2 separate regions of the Zea mays genome follow, and region 2 is linked to region 1. Evidence: chromatin contacts called from public Hi-C data. All regions are on one chromosome and are shown on one strand. Each heading gives the region's core, a stretch centred on a gene start, on an enhancer-like site or on the middle of the called end of the contact. The rest is flanking DNA. Distances are from core to core; before and after follow the strand shown.

Evidence for each region. A called contact is a pair of places that touch in the nucleus more often than the background predicts.
Region 2: a Hi-C map of tassel shows a contact between it and region 1, with 10 times the contacts expected there. The contact joins two enhancer-like sites. A contact is called at or near these places in 15 of 25 Hi-C or Micro-C datasets (bundle sheath, ear, endosperm and 2 more) and 1 of 3 datasets of contacts at active chromatin or transcription factors (leaf).

The regions. Positions count from the first base shown.
Region 1 is chr1:263,870,183-263,875,372 of Zm-B73-REFERENCE-NAM-5.0, forward strand. It overlaps the pseudogene LOC100278494. Among protein-coding and RNA genes, the nearest start is that of LOC100382010, 14 kb to the left of the region's middle. Within about 2 kb of position 3,904, at least 2 of the 20 cell types and tissues checked have an H3K27ac peak or open chromatin away from gene starts, as enhancers often do. A contact at or near this core is called in tassel, where this site is marked.
Region 2 is chr1:263,949,027-263,953,760 of Zm-B73-REFERENCE-NAM-5.0, forward strand. No RefSeq gene overlaps it. Among protein-coding and RNA genes, the nearest start is that of TRNAL-CAA, 5.0 kb to the left of the region's middle. Within about 2 kb of position 1,520, at least 13 of the 20 cell types and tissues checked have an H3K27ac peak or open chromatin away from gene starts, as enhancers often do. A contact at or near this core is called in tassel, where this site is marked.

The DNA of each region.
Region 1 (5,190 bases), core at 2,654-5,153:
ACCTCACCCAAGCAGTGAGCCAAATTGGCTTATCTTTCATTCTATTATATTTTAGTTTCTAACTTACTAAATAATAAAATTAAAATTTTTGTATTTAGTAATTTTAAGATTAAAATAGAATGAGATAGAGAAACTAAAAATTAAACCCTAAAAATCAAACACCGTACCCTTACCGCCGTAAACCTTATCGACACTCGTGTAAGTGCGTTGACCTTCGAAGACAAATGGCCCGTCCTGCGATTACTGATCCGATCAAAGTCTTTCAAGTCCGGCAACCTCTACCATCGATCCATCGTCCAACCAAAACGTGTCGACAACTCAAAATTGGACCCAACCCGATCGATCTATACGAAATTTTTTGACCCGACTATTAATTTTTGATCCACGACAATCTATAGCGGGTATGAACCATGATTTTGATCCAAAACCCGACTCAAATCCGGAAAAAAAAAGATCAAAAGCCAAAAATCCACTCAGACCCGAAAAACACGACCCAACGGGGATTGATATGCTCAAACGGGGCAACGATGGATGACCACACGTTCGTTCGACACGGCGGGTTCCGATCCTCAGGGAACAGAACACCACGCGGTGGGCGGCGCGAACCTCACTGCGCAGCGCCGCCCTGCGCGGGAGTGGAGGCGGCGGTGCCGGAGTCCTTCCCAGCGTCGTCAGCGGCGCTGGCGGCCTTCTTGACGCCGGCCGGGGCGGTGGCGGGGTCGACGCCGGGCCAGTCGCGGCAGGCGCAGTGCTGGCCCTCCGAGATCTGCGCGTGCACCGACGCGACGTGGCGGCCGCACCCGGCCCACGTGGTCTTGCCGCAGGTGCCGCACCTCACCTGGTAGCACATGGCGTCGGACGGTGGCTTCGCTGAGAGACTCTCGACTCTGCCTCTGCTCCTGATGGGGTCCGGTCCGGATGGGAAGCTCGATGGGTTGTGGTGGTCAGGTGCTGTGGCTGCCTGCCTTGTGGGTGGATGACGGTTGGAACTGATCATTTATAGAAGGCCCATTGCCGTCTACCACTGCTTTCGCCCCTCGCTCGGTCCATTGGGCCCATTGGCCCTTTTATTCCTGTTTGTAATAAAAAAAAGGAAAGAAAAAGGTAAAAGGGGCTCAGTACTATTACTCCGTAGTCCTGTACTGACATTGAGGCCTTGTTTCAAGTTCCAAGTTGGTCCCGTCTCCATTGAATTGAAACCTTACCGATGAATGGACTTTGACATTGACTGGAAGCAGAAGGCAAAGAAAAGTCAGCAAACGAAGAACCAGAATTCGTTGGAGCGGAGGTGCAACGACCTCCATTCCCAGGCGTTTAAAACACCGTCAAAAGTCAGAAGAACATTGGCTTAGCCCTGTTTGGTTTAGCTTTCTCTAGCCTCTGACCACAAAAAGTTGATGTAGAGTGTCAAACGCTTAGCTTTTGAACCAGCGTATGTACGAATCGATTTAATAAAAACTATCCAAAATTAAAGTAAACACGTTGTAATAGTAAGAGTCTGTCGTTTTCTAGTTCCTGAATCCTATGAACACATTCATCTTTCTAATCCCCATGATACTTAGGGCTTGTTTAGGACAAATGGTAATGGAGGGGATTGAGGGGCTATAATCCTTAGTGAAGGATTATAGCCCCTCAATCCCCTCCATTACCTTTGATCCCAAACAAGCCCTTAGACTTCACAGCCAAGATTTTTAGAAAAACTAGTAAGGTAAACCAAACAAACCATTTGTCTTTTGGACCAGAGTCGCCCCCGCATTCTCCTGGAAAGGAGTGAAGCATTCCTCGACCACCTCTTTTAATTTCACCCTGTTCTATTCTATCGCAGCGCTAGATCTTTCAGCCCACTTCTCCAGTCACGAAAATGTATACAGTCCTTGACCACTGCACAGGCTACGAACGAAGGTCCACCACCACTGTTTCTTTCTCATTTCTTTTGTGGCCAGCTGGCTGCGCGGGTGGTGGGGTCGACCACCACTGATGCGTGCTGCATGGAATGGAACGAAGCGGTGGGACGTACTCGATCGATCGGATCGCGAACGGGAGGGGTCGACGTCGGCGGCGGGTGTAACAGTCCCCCGTTCCTACGCAACGGGGACGCGCGTCGTTCCAGGGGGATCGGCCGGACCAACTCATGTTCCCGGCCGGCCCCGCTGCCGGGTGGCGCGTCACCGCCACGGTCGGACCGGACCACGTACGTACTGCTAGCTAGCTAGCTGCTGTCGTGTGTCGTCCAAGAGAAGGCACGCCGCACGACGTCGGTAGATAGATCATGCATCCCTTACGGCGGCGATGATGACCATTAGCTAGCCACTATCGTCGTCGTCGTCGAGGGAGCATACATCCATTCGTCAGCTGGCTCCACTCACATGGCAGTCGTGCATCTACGTCAACGAAAGGCAGCCAGTGAGTGTGTACAGGAGACTACAGGCTGCAGCCAGAGCCAGAGCCTGCTGCCTTCCTCACATCAATCATCTCGGCCCCCGTCATCACACGTACGTTTCGAAACCGCTCACGTATCGTATGTCTGTGCTACGTCTACGTACGATCCAGCATGCCGGCCCCCGTCCGTGCGTGCGTGCATGGATTACGTACGGTGTCTGCAGGGATCTTCGTTTAAGCATTCAATCGGCCTGTCTCTACACAGCTACTGTGCAGCGTTGCCCCAGGCTTTTATTTACTACTGCACCCCGCGCTTTCAGCCTTCCACAAGTGTCACTGTCAGTGTGCGAGCTAGGACCGTGCATGATGCCAGCGGATGCATGAGTGGATAATGCTTTGTCTACTGTTTTTTTTTTATGTTAGCCTCTTTTTTTAAGTTTCACGTTTACATCTTCATCTAGTTAGTTGACATATAGGTAGATGTTGCTTAAATGAGATATTTATTCAAAAATGATTATATTTTTTTGATTTTCAAATTATTAGTATATGTATATATTTACAGTATCTCTACTTTATACGACATAAATAGACATGAGTTGTAGTGGTAAAAGCCAAGTGCTTTATACCAAGAGAGTAGGGTTTGAATCCTCTATACCCCTTTTTTGGATATTTCGTGCCAGAGGGGAAATTTATTCGCTCGTTGCGCTCGCTGGAGGAGGCGACACACAACGAAACTCACGCTTAAATATAGTAGAGATGAAATTGTTACCGTGTCTATATCTTAAAGCTCAACATGGTGACCTATAACATTAAGATTTAACTGCTCAATGTCATATGTTGTGACGCTGAAGAGTTACTCTGTTAGTGATGTAGACATCATAGTGGCACTAATGTGGCAGGACATCGACACCATAGCTTACGCCGCTGAGGTCTAAAATAAATACCACACCTAGTTCTGACAAAATTAAAGCGAACATCATCTATTTCTCATCTCTCTCTAATTCTTTCATCCTTATTTAATCTTTTGATTCGACCAACCCACGTGTTTCAACCAGGGCATCCAGATATAGATGTTCATTGCTTCTACACATGTGGTTGTTTTAATGTAAATAATTATTTGTAAATATTCTACTTCTTTGTTCCTTGATATATGTTATTAAATTACTGATAAGTCGTTGGCATCACTTATTTGGAACCATGAGAGGTGACTTTTCTTTGAGTGGATCAATGATTCTAACAAGTTTGATCGAAGGTATCTCCTTTTCAACATGTGAAGATGTGATATAAGTCTAGTCGAATTCAGTCGTGCATCTACGTCAACGAAAGGCAGCCAGTGAGTGTGTACAGGAGACTACAGGCTGCAGCCAGAGCCAGACTGCTGCCTTCCTCACATCAATCATCTCGGCCCCCGTCATCACACGTACGTTTCGAAACCGCTCACGTATCGTATCGTCTCGTGCCGCGGCGCGGAGCCCATCGAACACACAAGTTGCAATTATGGGTACGGCGTTGATCAAATGGGCTTTCTGTGCGTATTATATTGTATATGCCTGTGCTGCGCTACGTCTACGTACGATCCAGCAGGCTGCCCCCCGTCAGTCCGTGCGTGCATGGATCACGTACGGTGTCTGCAGGGATCTTCGTTTAAGCATTCAATCGGCCTGTCTATACACAGCTACTGACTACTGTGCAGCGCGCGTTGCCCCAGGCTAAATAAGATATTTATTAAAAACGATTATATTTTTTTATTTTCAAATTATTAGTATATGTATATATTTACAGTATCTCTACTTTATACAACATAAATAGATATTAGTATAGTGGTAGAAGCCAAGTGCTTTATACCAAGAGAGTAGGGTTTGAATCCTCTATACTCGTTTTTTTTGGATATTTCGTGAGGGAGGGGAAATATATTCGCTTGATGCGCTTGCTGGAGCAGGCGACGCACAATGAAACTCACGCTTAAATATAGTGGAGATCAGACTGTTACCATGTCTAGATCTTAAAGCTCAACATGGTGACCTATAACATTAAGATTTAATTACTCACTGTCATATGTTATGACGCCGAAGAATTACTCTGCTAGTGGTGTAGACACCTTAGTGGTAGGACATTGGCACCATAACTTATGACGTCGAGGTCCAAAATAAATGCCACACCTATAGTTTTGACAAAAACGAACCTCATTTATTTCTCAGCTCTCTCTCTCTCTCTCTCTCTCTATATATATATATATATATATATATATATATATATATATATATATATATATATATATATATATATATATATATATATATATATATATATATATAGTATTTAGAGCCCTGGGCTCTATTTAACTACAGGAAGCCCTGACCAGGTGTGCAGACCGCACCGGAGCCCTGGCTTATTGTACCTACCTATGCTTACGCTAAATTATAATACGAGTTATGCTGATGTGTGTATCAGTTTATTGAAAATATAGTCTGCGCATATTACGTGAATCGGGCCCACGCCGTCACTATAAAAACACCTCCACGCCGCCAGAGATTAGGTTTTAGCGGCGGCGGCGGTTCCCTCGGGCGTGCGAGGAGGCGCCCGTGAGCAGGAGAGCCCCGGCCGCCGCGGCGCTCTCCAGCCGGCGGGTTGGCGGTCGTGGAGGGGGCGCGAGGAGGAGCCTCAGCGTCCGCGGCGGTACAGCTTCAGGAGGCACCGGTCGGGCGCGGCGGAATGGGCGGCGGTGGTGCTGTTCATGGTGCTTGCGGTCGTGGTGCTGCTGGGCGCCGTGGCCGTCCTTGTGGTGGTGCTGCTGCTGCAGCCCCGCGTGTC
Region 2 (4,734 bases), core at 270-2,769, 76 kb after region 1:
ATGAAATCGCCGGCCGCAGAGCTACACTTGCACATGTATGCGGACAATCAGGTTTTTAGGGAGCGTACTCGCGACTGCTCGCTCCGTCCGCTCGACCAACGCTGATCCGGTTCTTCGTCGTCGGCGCAGTTCGAGGGACTATACTGTGTACATCTGCATGCATCGACTGCGTACGACTACATCGAACATACACACGAGATGTCTTGTGTAAATGAATGGAGCCACTAATGCCTTGAGCATCGGTCCATCCGCAGGATACATTCTGTTTTCAGTAATTGTGCATGTTTTATTGTTGTTTACTGCTTATGTGAGTAGTGATACACACACATACATGTCGTCACATACATCACACTGTCACATACATCACACTGGTTTTCTGGATTAAATTAAAACTGATAATGCCAAATTCTCTAACAAAAATCCCCTCTCTACTCAATCTTGAATAGAAAGAATCTAGTGACCGTAAAATCTCATATGAAAAGAATTATATATTATGGTAGTTCAAGCCACGGAGAATCTAGTGACTTTACATTTATGTTTTAAAATCTCATATGAACATATGATATAACCGGTTAAAGTTGACAATAATTAGTTTATAACAAATTCAAATTGACTAAATCATGTGGAATGAGTGAGTACGAAATCTTGTAGTTCCAAACGTCTTGATTTTTATGTCTTGAATAATGTGCTTCAGAGTAGAATCTCAAGTATCAACTTTACGTTGATTTTTTTTTTTGGTAACGTGCATATTCCGGATTCAAAAAATCTAGTGGTTCCCAAATGTAGCCTAAGTTTATACCATGTTTGGAACCACTAGAGCTAAAAGTTAGTCGAATAATAAATTATTAGCTAGGTTGAGCTACCTAATGAACTAGCTAACAATTAGACACGATATTAGCTGAGGCTGTTTGTACCTCACTAACTAATTTTTAGTATCTAACTAATAGTTTCAAACAGAGCCTTAGCCTTGCATGTGGTATGAACATACCAACAAAATTAATGGGAATAATGAAAATTTTAGGGGCTGTTTGGTATTATGCCTAAACTACCAACTCCCGCCAGACTTTTGCTGCCGCAGGTGTGGCGGCCGATTCGGCCGCCGCAGCCTAGGCGCGGCGTGGCGTCGGGCGTAAGACACCAAACTGGCCCTTAAAATGTAGCCGCCACGAACTTTGAAAGGTCTGAAAAACAAAATTTTTAGGGGCAGCTGACCTCTGTCAGACGATGAGAGATCGAAACCGGAACCGTTTGTACATTATTTAAAAAACTTGCAAAGACAGAATTTCACACTCTAGAGAGGGACGACGAGACTCTGCAAGGTCCAGCTGGTCCAAGACAACAGCATGCAGCACGGTCCACACCTCAAATCAAACAAGGGAATAAAGCGACTGTCATGTCCGAGTGCGGCTGGGCGTGCAGTGCAGGCCGCCGCAGCCCGCAAATCGCGCGCTCCTCGCCTCTGCATCTCGCGCGCGCGTTTGGATTCCCCCTCCGCCGCCGGAGCAGGGAGCACTCACTCACTCTGCACTCTGCAGTGCACTGCGGTCTGCGGTCCTTCCACTTCCATACATACTACTCCACACACAGTACAGCGACGCGCAAATGCGTCCGGCACTCAAGGACGAATAGAAAATTTAATACTAGCTACTAGCTAGTAGTACGTACTGGACCAGCTCAGACGCCATGCATCCCAGGCAGCCAACGCATTAATGGATCCCCATGCCATGCATATACTACTGTGTGTAAAATCAGTACATGCAGGCCGCAGATGAACCATTGATTAAGGTGCACAGATCTGCATCGTTAAGCATTAAAACGGCTTGTCTGAAACCTGTCTCCATCTGCAACCACTTGAGCACGCAAATGCAGCATCCCCTCCTACCTTCACCCATTTCTTGCTCTAGCTGGTAGCACTGGGAGCACCAAATTTAATACTCAATCCATCATGTTCCAGTCCTCGACACACCTTGCCAATCGTTCCTGCAACAAGGGAAGGGGGACGGGGGCAACCACGCCAGGGAAGGCTACAAGTCAAAAAAAAAAACAAACATCGGCAACCTCACAAAAACAAAATAATAAAATTTTAAACAGCAAAACATCTTTTTAGAGTATTCTTGTGAGATTAGCTTGACTGTTAATACAACAGTTTCACTTCACACTTCAGTCCGGCCAAATGGACAAAAGATTGGAGAAAACTCAAAATCGAGTTGATTTTGTGGGCTGGTTTGGCTATATGTACATAAACAAGGTCCCTATGATGCATATGCTCGCTCCCTGTGTGAATGATGGGAGAATTTGCGAATAACACTACCAAATCTCAGTTTTAATTTCGGAAAAATTTCATGGTGTTAAAACGGAAACATTATCACAATCAATCCTGGCAGTATCCTATATATATATAGGATGAAACTCGCTAGTCTATTTGAGGCACACTATATTTTCAGTTTAGCCATGGCTCTTCTCAATAAAAGTTTCATTGCGTTATTTTCAATGCTGTCATATTATCAAGAGTGAGATAAAACAAAGAATGAAACAAGCACTTTCAATATAAAGTTTCACTTCACTATTCCATAGTCTACCATGTCAATTAAATGTTGCATCTAAGTGACCAATAGAAATGTATGAAACCAATGGAGATAAAACAAATTGCTCTCAATGATGGTTTTATGTTTTTTCTAATGTCTTAAAAATGAGTTGACATGGTTTCAACTGCTTCCATCCATTTCATAATAAATATAGAACTTCTCATAGCTCATAATAGTCTAGTAGCGAAAGGGTCTCTAGCGTAATGGTTAAGGCTTCCGAGTAGTATCTCTAGGTCCCAGGTGCGATCCCCCTCGGTGGCGATTTTTGGGGTTGGTTAAAAAATTCCCTCGTTGTGCCCCATCCGCTCCTGTGTTACGTCCTGCGTGCCACCCTCCAACCCAGGTAGAGATGGCAATGGGGCCCTGATCCCTGATTCCCCGCAGGAAATTCCTCCATTTGGGGATGAGGATGAAGAAGGTTCTTCCCCCACGGGAATGTAAATGGGAAAAATCCTCCCCCGACGGGTAAACGGGGATGGGAAAGCATTCCCCATCCCATCGCTCCCGTGTTACGTCCTGCGCGCCACCCTCCAGCCCAGGTAGAGATGGCAATGGGGCCCTGATCCCTTATTCCCCGTGGGAAATTCCTCCATTTGGGGGATGAGGATGAAGAAGGTTCTTCCCCCACGGGAATGTAAATCGGAAAATTCCTTTCCTGACGGGTAAACGGGGATGGGAAAGCATTCCCCATCCCCATCGCTCTCGTGTTACGTCATGCGCGCCACCCTCCAACCCAGGTAGACATGGCAATGGGGCCCCGATCCCTGATTCCCCGCGGGAAATTCCTCCATTTGGGGGGATGAGGATGAAGAAGGTTCTTTCCACATGAGATTGTAAATGGGAAAAATCCTCCCCCGATGGGTAAACAGGGATAGGAAAGCATTCCACATCCCCATTCCTCGTGGGGACCCGTTAAACTTACATATCGTGGGGACCCGTTAAACTTACATATGATGATGTTTTTATGTAATATATAATAATAAAAATAAATAATTACCTTGTTAAGAGATCACTCGTTGTATAAATGTGTTTATTTTGATGTACACATAATGATTTCTTAATCTGATAATGTGTATAAGTGATAATGTTTTGTATTAATAACAAAAAAAATATATCACGAATATAATTTAAGCGAGGACGGGGATCCCCTGGGGATTTATCCCTGCGGGGAACGGGAATGGGAAAGAAATACCTCCCGCAAAAGTTTGTAGGGATCCCTGTGGGGAACTTTTTTGTTGTGGGGACGTGTGGGGACGGGATAAGGAGCCAAAACCCGACGGAAAATTCCCTGTTGCCATCCATAAGACCAGGATTCGGGACCATGTTTTAGTCTCTTATTAATATAATATCGGGAGGACGGTCTTTTTCTCCCTGGCCAAGAATAACCTAATAAGTGACGACTATAATATGGTGTTGAAAAAATTAAATATGTAAAGGATCTGAGACGGCCATAAACAATATCACTTTTGTTGGAATAGTTCCACTTTCACCCCCTAATTCCCATCAAATAGAGACATTTTCTTAAAGGAAAACTCAGAGATAAAGCACTTCCAACACTACCAGACCAAAGTTTATTTTTCTAACGAAAAAATGTTATGACTTGTTCGGTTAGAAGTGGGTTGAACAGATTAAATCTTTTTCTAGTCAATAAATAGAATGAGATCTAATACTCTTTAACCCCTTCGAATCTCATAGAACCGAATAAGATCTTAGTAGAATTAAAAAAATTATAGGAATTATTTTAGTGATGGCCGACGAAATGATATTTACCGTATGTTTTCTCTGACCGCTATTGACAGGAATAATATAGGTCTCTTTCATGTCAGTTTTTAGAAACCATCATTAATGACTAGAACTGACAGGAATGGTCCTGAGCCTAGTAATGGAAGTGCTGTTTCTCATTGTAGAAAGATCAGACTACAAAAAGGTTGAATAAAATCTCATGATGTTTAATCAGCTCACGAGGCAGCTGAATTAAGTAGCTAGGCCTATGGGCGGGCACACATGTTCACATTTTTATGCACAAGTTGCTTGGAAATAATTGTAATTGTATTTCATGAGCAATTACTGCCGAAATCTGACTTTTTGCTGAGTGTCAAACGATTTATCGAGTGTTTTTTAGGCACTCGGCAAAGAAGTTTCTTATCGA